Linked DNA regions of Sus scrofa: region 1 is linked to region 2. The links are chromatin contacts, called in public HiChIP or PLAC-seq maps. All regions are on one chromosome and are shown on one strand. The core of a region is the stretch at or near the end of the contact, and the rest is flanking DNA. Distances in the headings are between cores, read along the strand shown.

Evidence for each region. HiChIP or PLAC-seq counts read pairs in DNA pulled down with a chosen protein or histone mark.
Region 1: an H3K27ac HiChIP or PLAC-seq map of skeletal muscle shows a contact between it and region 2. The contact joins two enhancer-like sites. A contact is called at or near these places in 1 of 5 promoter capture datasets (liver) and 1 of 2 datasets of contacts at active chromatin or transcription factors (skeletal muscle).

What each region holds. Positions count from the first base shown.
Region 1 is chr6:69,874,347-69,880,708 of Sscrofa11.1, forward strand. No RefSeq gene overlaps it. Among named protein-coding and RNA genes, the nearest start is that of SLC25A33, 57 kb to the right of the region's middle. Within about 2 kb of position 4,070, at least 34 of the 83 cell types and tissues checked have an H3K27ac peak or open chromatin away from gene starts, as enhancers often do. A contact at or near this core is called in skeletal muscle, where this site is marked.
Region 2 is chr6:69,797,837-69,804,136 of Sscrofa11.1, forward strand. No RefSeq gene overlaps it. Among named protein-coding and RNA genes, the nearest start is that of SPSB1, 80 kb to the left of the region's middle. Within about 2 kb of position 2,230, at least 11 of the 83 cell types and tissues checked have an H3K27ac peak or open chromatin away from gene starts, as enhancers often do. A contact at or near this core is called in skeletal muscle, where this site is marked.

The DNA.
Region 1 (6,362 bases), core at 2,820-5,319, 78 kb after region 2:
GTTTTACAACTCTTAAAATCAGGTGCTTTTAAGACCACATTTGCCTTTCATTTTCAAAGATGTTTTGACTATTCTTTGTTATAAGTATTATTAGGGCCACACCCACAGCATGTGGTGGTTCCCAGGCTAGAGGTCGAATTGGAGCTGCCGCTGCCGGCCAACGCCTCAGCCACAGCAACACTAACACCAGTTCTGAGCCACATCTGTGACCTACGCTGCAGTTTGTGGCAATGCCAGTTTCCTTAACCCACCGAGCAAAGCCAGGGATTGAACCCACACCCTCACAGACACTGTGTTGGGTTCTTAAAGCACTGAGCAACAGCAGGAACGCTGCAGATGTTTTAACAATTCTATGTCCATTGCATCTGCATTTGAATTCTAAAATCATTTTGTCCATATCTACCACCAAAAGCCTGCTGGAATTTTGACTGAGATCGCATAAAATCTATAGGTCAGGAGGTCCCGTCGTGGCCCAGTCGTTAACGAATCCAACTAGGAACCATGAGGTTGCAGGTTCGATCCCTGGCCTTGCTCACCGGGTTAAGGATCCAGTGTTGCCGTGAACTGTGGCGTAAGCCGGTGGCTACAGCTCTGATTAGACCCCTATCCTGGGAACCTCCATATGCCGAGGGTGCAGCCCTAGAAAAGACAAAAAATAAATAAATAAATAAATAAATAAATAATAAAAAATAAATTTTAAAAAATCTATAGATCAATCTGAGGAGAGTTGACCCCTTGACAGTGTATTTTTTAATTGAGATATAATTCACATACCATAACATTCACCATTTAAAAGTATGCTCTTCAGTGGCTTCTCGTATACTCACGCCATTGTATAACCATCACCACCATCGAATTCCAGAACAGTTTCGTCACCCCAAAAAGAAACCCTGTAGCTATTAGCTGTTACTTCTCATTGCACCTTCCCCCAGCCCCTGGCAGCCACTAATCATCTTTCTGTCGCTACGAAGTTGCTTATTCTGGATATTTCATATCAGTGGAATCCTACAACATTTGACCTTTTGTGTCTGGCTTCTTTCACGAAGCATGTTGTTTTCAAGTTTCATCCAGGTTAGAGCAGGCATCTCAGCAATTTTGAGTCTACAGCACCAAAATAAACCTAGAGAGAGAGCATCCTACAGCAGTGTCCCGAAACCATTCTTTACTTCTTTCTTTTTTTTTTTTTCAGTTGCACCCGCAGCACATGGAAGTTCTAGGGCCAGGCATCAACCCCACACCACAGCTGCCACCTGAGCCACTGCAGTGACAACATCTGATCCCTAACCCCCTGTACCACAAGAGAACCCCAGAAACTGCTTTTTTTTTTTTTTTGTCTTTTGTCTTTTGTCTTTTTTAGGGCCACACCCGCGGCATATGGAGGTTCCCAGGCTAGAGGTCTAATCCGAGCTACAGCTGCCGGCCTACACCACAGCTCACGGCAACACTGGATCCTTAACCCACTGAGCGAGGCCAGGGATCGAATCCTCAACCTCATGGTTCCTAGTCGGATTTGTTTCCGCTGCGCCACAATGGGAACTCCAGAGACTGCTTTTTAGAATGAACCCCCTGGAGTCAGCTGTGGTCACATGTATATCTGCGTATTCTTATTGTAAACTGGGTGATTAATTTCCGGTTAACTGAGAGGACGGATGGGTTTATAAAATTGTTGAGCTTCAGAACTGACCCGGAACTTAGACACTGTGTGGTGAAGAGGTCGCAACCCATTGCCCAGAGGCCAATGTGGCAATCAGATGTGTTTTTGTGGTCTATACAGGAAGCATTTAATATAGGAGCCAAGATTTCAGAATTTGGGAATTTTCACCAAAAATCCTTTTTAAAAAAATCAGATGTCCAGCAGCCCAGGGCCCACATTGTGCCTGGAGGTGGGGGACAGGGTGAGAGGAGAAGCCTCTTTGCAGGTTCCCTTGGTCACCCCTGCCCCACCTGTGTCCCCACATCTGCCCCCTTCACTGTCAGGTTACCTGTCTGCTCTGTCCACAGTTGAACTTGACCCTGTTCCTCCCCTAACAATCAAATCTATTCCTTTTACAAATAAACCCTGGAGAGGTTACCGATTTTGCTGAGGGCAAATGGTGAGTTGGGGACAAACCATGAATGCTGACATTGAATCCTGCACTTTTTTTTTTTGGCCTTTTGTCGTTTCAGGGCTGCACCTGCGGCATATGGAGGTTCCCAGGCTAGGGGTCTAATCAAAGCTGTAGCCACCAGCCTACACCACAGCCACAGCAACGCAGATCTGAGCCAAGCCTGTGACCTACACCACAGCTCACGGCAATGCCAGATCCTTAACCCACTGAGCGAGGCTAGGCATTGAACCCGTGACCTCATGGATCCTAGTCGGGTTCATTAACCACTGAGCCACGAAGGGAGGCTCCCTCCTTTTTTTTTTTTTTCCTAATGGCTGTACCCATGGCATATGGAAGTTCCCCGGCTAGGGGTCAAATCATGCCAGCCTACACCACAGCTACAGCAAAGCCAGATCCGAGCCAAGCCTTCGACCTATAGCTCACGGCGACCTATAGCTCACGGCAACACCAGATCCTTAACCCACTGAGCGAGGTCAGGGATCAAACCCGCAACCTCATGGTTCCTAGTCGGATTCGTTTCCGCTGAGCCATGATGGGAACTCCATGAATCCAGTGCTTTTTCCTGCGCTGTGACCCTCCCTCCACTAGGGTGAGCAACCCCTCCTGGTTTTAGAACCTAAAGCCTGGAGCCCACAGCCCTCTCTCTGACCCAGATAAACTGGGGTGGTTGGTCACTCTACCTCTCAGTTCTCACCCTTTTCTCCCACCAAAAAATAGAACACAACGTAACATAATAAAGCAGAGGTATATTTAAAAAAATAAAAATAAAACAAGGGTTCCCTGGTGACTCCTCTGGCATTGCCAGTGCTGTGGCTCAGGTCACTGCTGTGGAGCAGCTTCAATCCCTGGCCCAGGAACTTCCCCATGTCTCGGGCTCAGCCAAAACATAAAATAAAATAAAGTGGAGGCAGGAGTTCCCATCGTGGCTCAGCAGGTTAAGAACCTCACTAATATCCATGACGATGCAGCTTCCATCCCTGGCCTTACTCAGTGTGATAAGGATCTGGCATTGCTGTGGCATGGGTCCCATTTACAGCTCAGTTCTGGCATGGTTCCAATTCCACTCCTAGCCCAGGAAGGAACTTCCATATGCCACAGGGGTGGCCCTAAAAAAGACTAAAAAAAAAAAAAAGTGGGAGTTCCCATCATGGCGCAGCAGAAATGAATCCAACTAGGAACCAAGAGGTTGTGGGTTCGATCCCTGGCCTCACTCAGTGGGTTAAGGATCCGGCGTTGCCGTGAGCTGTGGTGTAGGTTGCAGACATGGCTCAGATTTGATGTGGCTGTGGCTGTGGCATAGGCTGGTGGCCACAGCTCCAAGGGGACCCCTAGCCTGGGAACCTCCATATGCCGCGGGTGCGGCCCTAAAAAGCAAAAATAAAATAAAATAAAATAAAATAAATAAAATAAAAATGGAGGCACGATGACCTAAGATTTCATCTTTCCTTGGGCCTGGCTTCCTGGACCAGACGTGTGATTATTCGCCCCGCCACCCCGGCCTCCTCCAGATCCAAGCGGTGTGCAGTGTCCTTAAGGCTCTGATTGGGTGAGGCGTTCTGGGCTTCCTGGGGCCCGCAGGCCCTTCAGGCCGGATGGTGGTGGATGCCTGGCACCAAAGGGGCCTGGGTCCCAGCTGCCCACAGTGTGCGAAGCCTTGCTGCCAGCTGGCAGAGTACACCCCTGTTTATGAGTAGGTAGCTGACTGCACTCGGAGCGCAGCGAGCCGATGATGAAAGCTGCGAAGAGAACATTGTTATATGACTTTTCATAGTTTCCCAAGTAAATATCACACTCACTGCTGCTTGGATTACTAATGCCTTGGACGTGGAGGCCGAAATCTGTTCCCAAACAGACGCCTCTTTTTTTTTTTTTTTTTTCTCAGTCACCTAGGCGCTCAGTATTGTTGTCGAAATGTTTTCCTGGGCTCACCCATCCGCATAGCTCAGTACATTCCCTCGGAGAGAACTTGGCACCCGCGAAGCTCGGATGGCCCAGCAGCCTCGGTTCCCAGCTCCGCTGCTCCAGCTCGGCATCCAGCGGGAAGCTTGCCGTAGGCAGGTGACCCCAGAGTCCTGGGACATAGCTGCAAAAGGGCACGGAGAGGCGGTCGCGGGAGACACCGCTTTGAACAGGCAACGTCGGGCAGCAGGAAAGGGCCCTGCTGGACCTGCGACCTCCAGGCCCCCCTCTGGGGCACTTAACTCTTTTCCTCCGGCCTCCTGGGGACAGCAGGAGAGGGAGCCTGGACCCAAAGAGCTCTCGGGGCTCTGCTGTCTTTATTACTGCTTATAAAAGCTAGTCCACAGATGGTTTGGCTTAGAGAAACTATGCAGCCAGGGTTATTAAAAAGAAAAAAAAAAAAAAAAGGCAGAAGAATGAGGAGAGGAAAAGGGAAAAGCAGGAAGGCTTGTCCACAGCAGGACCGGTGACAGCTTGTAAATCCCAGCGCAGCTGCTTTTGCCTGTATCTGGCTGGGGTTCCTCGGTCCTCACTGAGCCCGTCTGTCCCCAGAGAAGCCCTGATAAAACCAGTCTCGCAGCTCCTCTGTGGCTCAGCGGGTTAAGGTTCTGGCATGTTCACTGCAGCATCTGGGGTCGCTGCTGTGGCACAGGTTCGATCCCCTGGCCCGGGGAACTTCCACAGGCCACGGGCACAGCCAAGAAAAAAGCCTCATCTAGAAAACACACTCCACCCTCCTCCTAGTTCTCTCTCCTGTGCGTCGTTCCCACACACACACACCCACGACGCTCTGGTCACATGGGTCTGGGGGTGCGTAGGGCCACCAGCGGCATACGTGGGCTGTCCTCTGGAGAGGCTGGTCCCACAGGAGACCACGGAGGAGCTGCCCCTCCTGCAAGGGGTCGGGGGATGAACAAACTCAGAGATCTCCCGGAGCGGGAGCCAAGAGCACGGATTTCCTGCAGGACAGGAGAGGATGACGAGGGCGGGAGGCTTGGCTACATAGCTGGCGGCGACCTCAGCTGGGACAAAGCCGCCACCTCGCTTGATCCTAACAGCCTTCCCCAGAGGAGAAGCCCAGGATGTGGGCTTAGGGTTGAACCACAGGCCAGAGACATTTTTTTTTAATTTAAATTGAATATTGTTGATTTTCTTTTTTGGCCACCCCAAAGCATAAGGACAGAGTTCCTGGGTCCAGGGATCAGATCCAAGCTGCAGTTCCCAATTGCGCCCTAAGTCACAGCTGCGGCAAGCCTGGATCCTTAACTCTCTGTGCAGAGCCGGGGATTGAACCTGCATCTCAGCGCTCCCAAGAGGCTGCTGATCCCATTATGCCACAGTGGGAACTCCAGGACGGAGACTCTCAGGCAGAGAGAGGGCAGAGATGCCTCGTACCCACACTAGGAGTCCCCTTCCCATGCCCTCAGTGTCTCCCAGAGGGTGGCACCTGGCTGGCAGGATTCAGTGGGAGGGGGCAGAGGGAGGAAGGGCGTGGGGTGGGGAGGCATCCTCTTGTCAGCTGTGTAAAATTCCAGCCCAGCTCCAGAGGGCACTTGTCCCACATCTAAGAGAAAGAAGCCACAAGAAGCCAAAAAAAAAAAAAAAAATGGAGGTTTAATTTCTAAAGATCTAGTGGAAACGGAAAAGGCAAGGCTTCTGTGTGTTCGGTCTCACACGAGGCTCCTACAGTGGGTGGGCCAAGCCTTCTGGTTCTTTTGCTTCCACTAAAGCAACATGTATAGAAATAGGAAGAGGACGGGGCCTGCAAGGAGCTGGGAAGGGAACCCCAGGCAAACCCAGGAGACCAGTCCAGGTCAGCCCAGGGTGGGGCAGAGGGTTCTTGAAGGCCTGGCTGCTCCACGTGTGGCCCATAGGCCTCTGCTGGTCACAGCTAACAGCTTGTCTCAACCCCACGGAGTAAGTACAGAAATCAAGAGTGAGCACCGAGGAATTCCCGTCATGGCTCAGTGGTTAATGAATCCAACGAGGAACCATGGGGTTGCAGGTTCGATCCCTGGCCTCGCTCAGCAGGTTAAGGATCCGGCGTTGCCATGAGCTGTGGTGTAGGTCACAGACTCGGCTTGGATCCTGCGTTGCTGTGGCTGTGGCATAGGCCGGTGGCTACAGCTTTGATTAGACCCCTAGCCTGGGAACCTCCTTATGCTGCAGGAGTGGCCCTAAAAAGATGAAAAAAAAAAAAAAAAAAAAAACAGTGAGCCCTGAGAAACCTATAGGCCTCCCCCCCTCGTCAGCTGTCTCTTATTATACTTTGTGAAACGCAATTTTGTGACCATT
Region 2 (6,300 bases), core at 980-3,479:
GAAGGGCAGGTGCTCAGCTCTTGACATTCTGGAGGGCCAGCAGGAGAAACCTTCAGGCTTTCTGAAGGTGAAGGAGAGGCTGCCAAGGCTCCTTGGACCGCAGAGGCCCCAGTCCCAGGCACAAGGTAAAGGGGCCATGGTAGGATGGGGGACTTGACATTGAAAGGCCAGGGCAGCCTTCAGGGCCGTGCAGAAGAAGGCACTTGAACCTTCAGCTGGCGCCGGCCAGGGGTCCGGCAGGGAGGACAGCATCAGATACCACAAGAGGCCATGTCATTTTCTCCCAACACAAAGGACCCCTGGGCCTGATATGCCTGAAGGGTTTATCTGGCGTGGGCTGCCACACCCTGGCCTTGACATAGGAGAAGCCAGGACCCAGGCATTCACGCAGCATCTGTGCTACCTAAGCCCCGGACGATCCATCCCCTGCAAACCTGCAGGGAGCTGCTAGCATCCTCCATTCTTCAGAGGCAGAAACGGAGGCTCAGAGGGGAGCTGGGATTGTCTTCTGGGGCCAGAGGGGGGCCTGGCCTTGCAGTAACCCTGTGGGAACCCTCACCTGCCTAGACGGGGCCCCTCCAGCTCTGCCATGCAGTGTCCATACAGCAGCCTCAACAGCAGCTGCCTTGCCCCTTGGGAAGTTCAGGGTCAAGGCCGCTCTGGGTCAAGGACTTCTCTTCCTTTGCTTTTTCTAGAACTGACATTTCTGCATTTGGAGTTTAGAAACTGATCCCTCAGCCACTCAGATCCAAGCAATCTGTGCTCCCCACCCCCCACCGATCCCGTCACGTCGTTCATGCCATCAGCAAACATCCGGCTCCGGGCAGGCCCCGAAGGTAGAGAGCGGATAAGTGACAATGACAGAGCGGCTATCGGGAAGCCCTCACAGCGTGCCAGTGCTCTTATCCACAAGGTCCTCTCCCTGAGGTCAAGGGTCTGAGCTCATCCCCATTCTACAGATGAGGACACTGAGGCACAGGGCAGCTGGACTAACAGGTTCAGGCCCCAGACTCGACCTCATGCACATGTGCTGAGTTCCCAGCCCCCACTCCCCAGAACCTCAGGGAGTGAGGGGACCCGGAGTTTTACAGCCCACCCAGGCATCTGCCAGCACCCTTGCCTGCCGCAAGGACTGCCAGGGCTTGGAGGTGGGGATGTCTGAGATGGGTGCCCAGTAGGATCTAGAGAAACACCATCCAGAGCAGAGTGAGCAGCCCATGGAGAGGCTCTGAGGAGGGGAAGGGGGGGCCCAGGGAGGTGGGACATCAGGATTGGGCTGAAGGGTGCAGGTAGGCAGGCTTTGGGCAGGGACTGGGAGAGATGAGGCTGGCTGGCAGCGAGAAGGTGGGGCTGGGGTGCCTGCCTCTCTCTCATGGATATGGGGTAGCCCTTTAATTAAGGGAGTGGTAAGGTCAGAGCCTCGGGGGCTTCCAGCATTTCACTCCAGACGTGAGTCTATGCTTTCATGTCTCTTTCCCATCATGCTTCTAGAAGCATCTTTTTTTTCTTTTTTTTTTTAGAGGAAGTTCCCAGGCCAGGGATCAAACTTGTGCCACAGTGGTGACAATGCCAGATCCTTAACCCACTAAGCTGCTAGGGAACTCCTGGAAGCATCTTGAAGACCAGACCTGAGGTGCTGTTTAGTTTGCTGGAAATGCTCAGTAGGAATGAATGGAGAAACGAAGAATGAACACAGGAGGCGGTAAATGCCCGCCCTGGACACGCCTCTCCTTGATCCTGGACCCAGACCCTGGCTGTGGCTTGAAGCCCAGATCACTGGGGTAACAAGCAATGGCCTCTGTTCTGAGGGCAGGAGCCCTAGGAGAGGGCAGATGGGTGCACAGCAGCCCTGGGAAAACCAGCTGCTCCAGAGGCCTGTCCTAGCCCAGGTGGCAGCTCCTCCGTCCCCTCCTGCCCCTGAAGGAGAGACTTTGCAGCCTCCACCCCCACCTCATGAGCTACGCCAAGGGGCCCCAGCAGAGCGGCTGGCTTTCCCGGGGCCCCATCACTCCTTGTTTTCTCTGAAAACATCCCCAGGTCCAAAACAAACAAGGACAACTGCCCTAGCCAGGTACCTTGGTCTTCCCGGCCCAGTGCTGTTCCCAGCTTATTTTTATGAGCTGTTTAATCTGCACACTGTCTTCTGTTCTCAATAAATGGGGCTGCACATTCCAGGATGGCCTCGAATGATAACACCAGCTGTCTAGACAGAGGCCAGCCCACTGACACTATCATAAATAAAAATAGCTTCGTCTTCCAGCCTCTCGCCGGGAGCCTGGGGAGGGGTGAGCAGACTCCAGGCGGGCTGGCTGCGACACACCACCCTCCGCCCCCCGCCCCATCTCTCTGGCTGCCTCTGCCTCCAGACCCCAGCCCTATACCTGGGAGCCCAAGGAGCCCACACTGCCTGTGGGAGGGAGGAAGGGGACCAGCACCCCTGGAGGGGTCTGCTGGGGCCCCAGTAAGGCACCTGCCCCCTTCTGGGCTCTTCACCTTCCATGGGGCCTGTGGCAGCTGCTGGGGCAGCAGACAGCCAGGGGGCTGATGCGGGCTTTAACTTCCAATTCCAAGGTCAGAGGTTCACCCACCTGTCCCTGGGCCCAGGTCTGGGCTGGGAGAGCATGTCCAGAACCGCCTGGGGTTAAACTAAGAGAAAGGGCACTCCTGCCTCGCAGTACAGACCTCAAAACCAGCCAGGGTCCAGAGCTCTGCGCAGCCCAGGAAGTCAAGGCTCATGGTCAGCCTGTTGGGCTGCTCACCCACTCCTTTTGTCATCTGTTTGCCCCAAGTGCCATTTGACCCCTCCTTCATTGGTTCACCTATCTGGCCTCTGCTTGATCCTGAAACCCTGAGTCAGGACTGCCCTCAGGGTCCCTGAGAGCAGCAGGCAGGAAAAAGGACCTTGGAGCATCCCCCAAGTTCAGCAGGGGATGGCCCAACTGCTTACATGGCTGGAGCGTGCAGGTACCTCTCTGAGGGTATCCAGGCCAGTGTGGGGGTCAACAAAGAAGCTCCCCTGGCTCCCCACAGGCATGGGCCTGGATTCTCACACTTGCCCACACAGTCTCATGTAGGTCAGTTTATGTCTACCCTGACAACTGCCCTCACAGCTCAGGCACACTTGTGCAGTACACAACCTGAACACCTGTCCCAGGCAGTCCTGTGCCACCATGCCCCCTCTTCCCCCAGGCCCAGCCAGATTGAGTCTTTACAATAGAAAATCTAGCTCCTCTGCAGTCAGTGGAGTCTCCCCTTTGGCCTCTTGTATGGTCTAGGGCAGCTCTGGGGGTCAGGGGCAAGCAGAAGAAAGACAACACAGAACCAAGAGGCAGGTGCTTTGCGATGGGCCCTGGCCTCCAGGAGTTCTGGGTTGGATTGGCCAAGGGCATGTGTGTAAGTGTCCGGCACACAGTACTCTCCCTGTGGATGGAGTGGAGCTCCTGCTTTCATCCCCAGGGGAACTGGGGACTAGACCCTGCCCCTCAGCTTCCTAATCTGGTGCTCCAGCCCATCCTGGAGGCGAGGGTGTCCCCCGGTGGTGGGATCCAGACCCATGCTCACTTGATTCTCCAAACCCTGCCTCTTCGTCCACACCAGGCAGGGCCCCTGGGAGCTGAGACGGAGGGCAATGGGGGCCACAGGTAGGATGGGCGGGGTCAGTGCCATGGGGTTCATGCCCCTGGGCTGTCCCTTGGCTCTGCAGACCAACAGCCCGGGAGATACAGGGGCATTTTCTGTGGGGTCTCTCTGCCCTATCTGACCTAAACCTGTCTCTGAGCCTATCTCTTGGCCAGAATGCTCAGTGAGGAATCCCCCAAACCACGGCAAGCAGCTCCGCGATGCAAAGGGACCATCCCGCTCAGCCCTCTGGCCACAGGCAAGGCCTCCACCTCAGACCCAGGGGACCCTGCAGGCCCCCAGGAAAGAGACTACACACTCCCAGGTACTCCTCTCCCCTCACACCGACAGCAAGCACAAAATGAGAATTTCTGTCCCAGACACTGGGTAGTACTGACCACGACAATAAGGGGAGAGCGAGTAAGATGCTTCCTGTTGCCCCAACATGCACCTGCCCGGCACAGACAGACGCCGATCTCAGGGCCGGTGTGTCCTCATTTTCCTGGGAGGCCACTCCCCCGTCCCCACCCCCAGGGTGTCCTTCTTCCCTGGCTGCAAGGAAGGGGTCCGAGGAGATTCTGGGGAGAGACAAGGAAGCAGGGACCGGCCTCTTGTCCCTGCTCTGGGTAATTCTCACGCCTGCAACCCGTTGGATACAAGCAGGAGGGAGAGAGTGAAGGAAGAGAACAGAGAATTCGCCTGCACGGGCCTCCGCTTCATAAAAGTCAAAGTGCTTGAGAATCTGTGAATCAGGGGCCAGGAAGGAGCGGTTAGACCGAGCACAGCTGGGACACCGGTGACTGAAACCGTTCGCTGAACCAGCCACAAAAGCTGAGTCCCGGGAGTTCCTGTTATGGGTCAGTGGTAAGTAACCCCACACCCACGAGCATCCACGAGGCCTCGGGTTCAGTCCCCAGCCTTGCTCAGTGGGTTAAGAATCCAGCATTGCTGTGGCTGTGGTGTAGGCTGGCAGCTACAGCTCTGATTGGACCCCTAGCCTGGGAACCTCCATATGCCGTGGGTGTGGCCCTAAAAAGACCTTTAAAAAAAAAAAAAAAAGAAGAAGAAGCCCTAGTCTCAGGGACCAGGCCAATGCAAGCACTGAAACCTTCCACCTCACTTAGTGCTTGCAGCATTCCCATGAGCTCAGCTGTCTTCACTGACAGAGGAAGAAACAGAGCCCCTGGGGCCGGGGGAGGAGGGGGAGGAAGGGGGCCCAAACGAGAGGCGCAGCTGGGACAGGGTGGGGCCTGGGCGCAGACAGAGGTGGCTCTGATTCCAGGCCCCCGGGCCCCTCCGCCTCCCTGTGTCCCCTGCCGCCTGGCACCGGGTTGGCACAAGACATGTTTATTCAATGCCTGACCCAGAGAAAGCAGAGCCCTCCCTGCCCTGCTCCCAAGGCCCATAGCGGGCACATCAGCCACTCACAAGCACTTACCGAAGGTGCTGGGGTGGCAAGGACAGCAGAGGCCCAGCAGCCCAGCCTCTATGAGCCTCCCGCCTGGCTGGATGCCAGGGGAACCGACGAGGCCCAGAGGGGGCCCAAAACACAGGTGCCACCTGCAGAGCGCCCGCACATCAAGGGCCTGGAGATGGACTCAGAGGCCCAGATCTTAGGCAGGGACAGGGCGCTTGTCAAAAATCTGTAGAGGCCCTGGGCAACCTTCTCTCACCCAAAGTCCTTCCGACAGAAGAAGTAGGCCTCCTTTTTTGTCTTTTTAGGGCCGTACCTATGGCATATGGAGGTTCCCAGGCTAGGGGTCGAATCAGAGCTACAGCTGCCAGCCTACAGCCACGGCCACAGGAACGCGGGATCTGAGCTGCTTCTGTGACCCACACCACAGCTCACAGCAACACTGGATCCTTAACCCACTGAGCGAGGCCAGGGATCGAACCTGCATCCTCTTGGTTGCTAGTCAAATTCGTTTATGGCTGAGCCACAATGGGAACTCCAAGGATCTTGAGATGAACGGAGTATTTGTTTTCTGTTTTTTGTTTTTGGCTGCTCCCACAGCAGGTAGAAGTTCCAGAGCCAGGGATCAAACCCAAGCCACAGCAGTGACCATACTGGATCCTTAACCAGCTGAGCCACCAGGGAACTCCATGGAGTCTTCATTTGCATTTATTTTATTAGTAGTAATGTACGGGAGCCTTTCATGTATTTGACTGGCCGTTTTAAGTTTGCAGCTGACCAATACATGGGCCAGGCAGGTGGAGGGGTGTCAAGAGAGCACCTAATTGTAAACCAGGTGTCCTGGCCTCTAACCTTGCCATTGGCATGACCTATAAAGAAGCCCCTTATCTTCCTGGGTCTTTATTTCTTCCTTATTAAATCAGGGGGTGGTGGTAGTGCCTCTTCAATCTTTAAATTTAAAATGTTTTTGCTGGAGTTCCCATCATGGCTCAGTGGAAACGAATCTGACTAGGAACCATGAGGTTGCAGGTTCGATCCCTGGCCTTGTTCAGTGGGTTAAGGATCTGGCGTTGCCTTGAGCCGTGGTGTAGGTTGCAGACATGGCTCGGATCTGGCGTTGCTGTGGCTCTGGCATACGCCGGCATCTACAGCTCTGATTCGACCCCTAGCCTGGGAACCTCCATATGCCGAGAGTGCGGCCCTAAGAAGGACAAAAAAGACCAAGAAAGAAAAAGTGCTTTCGCTTTTTAGGGCCGCACCTGCAGCAT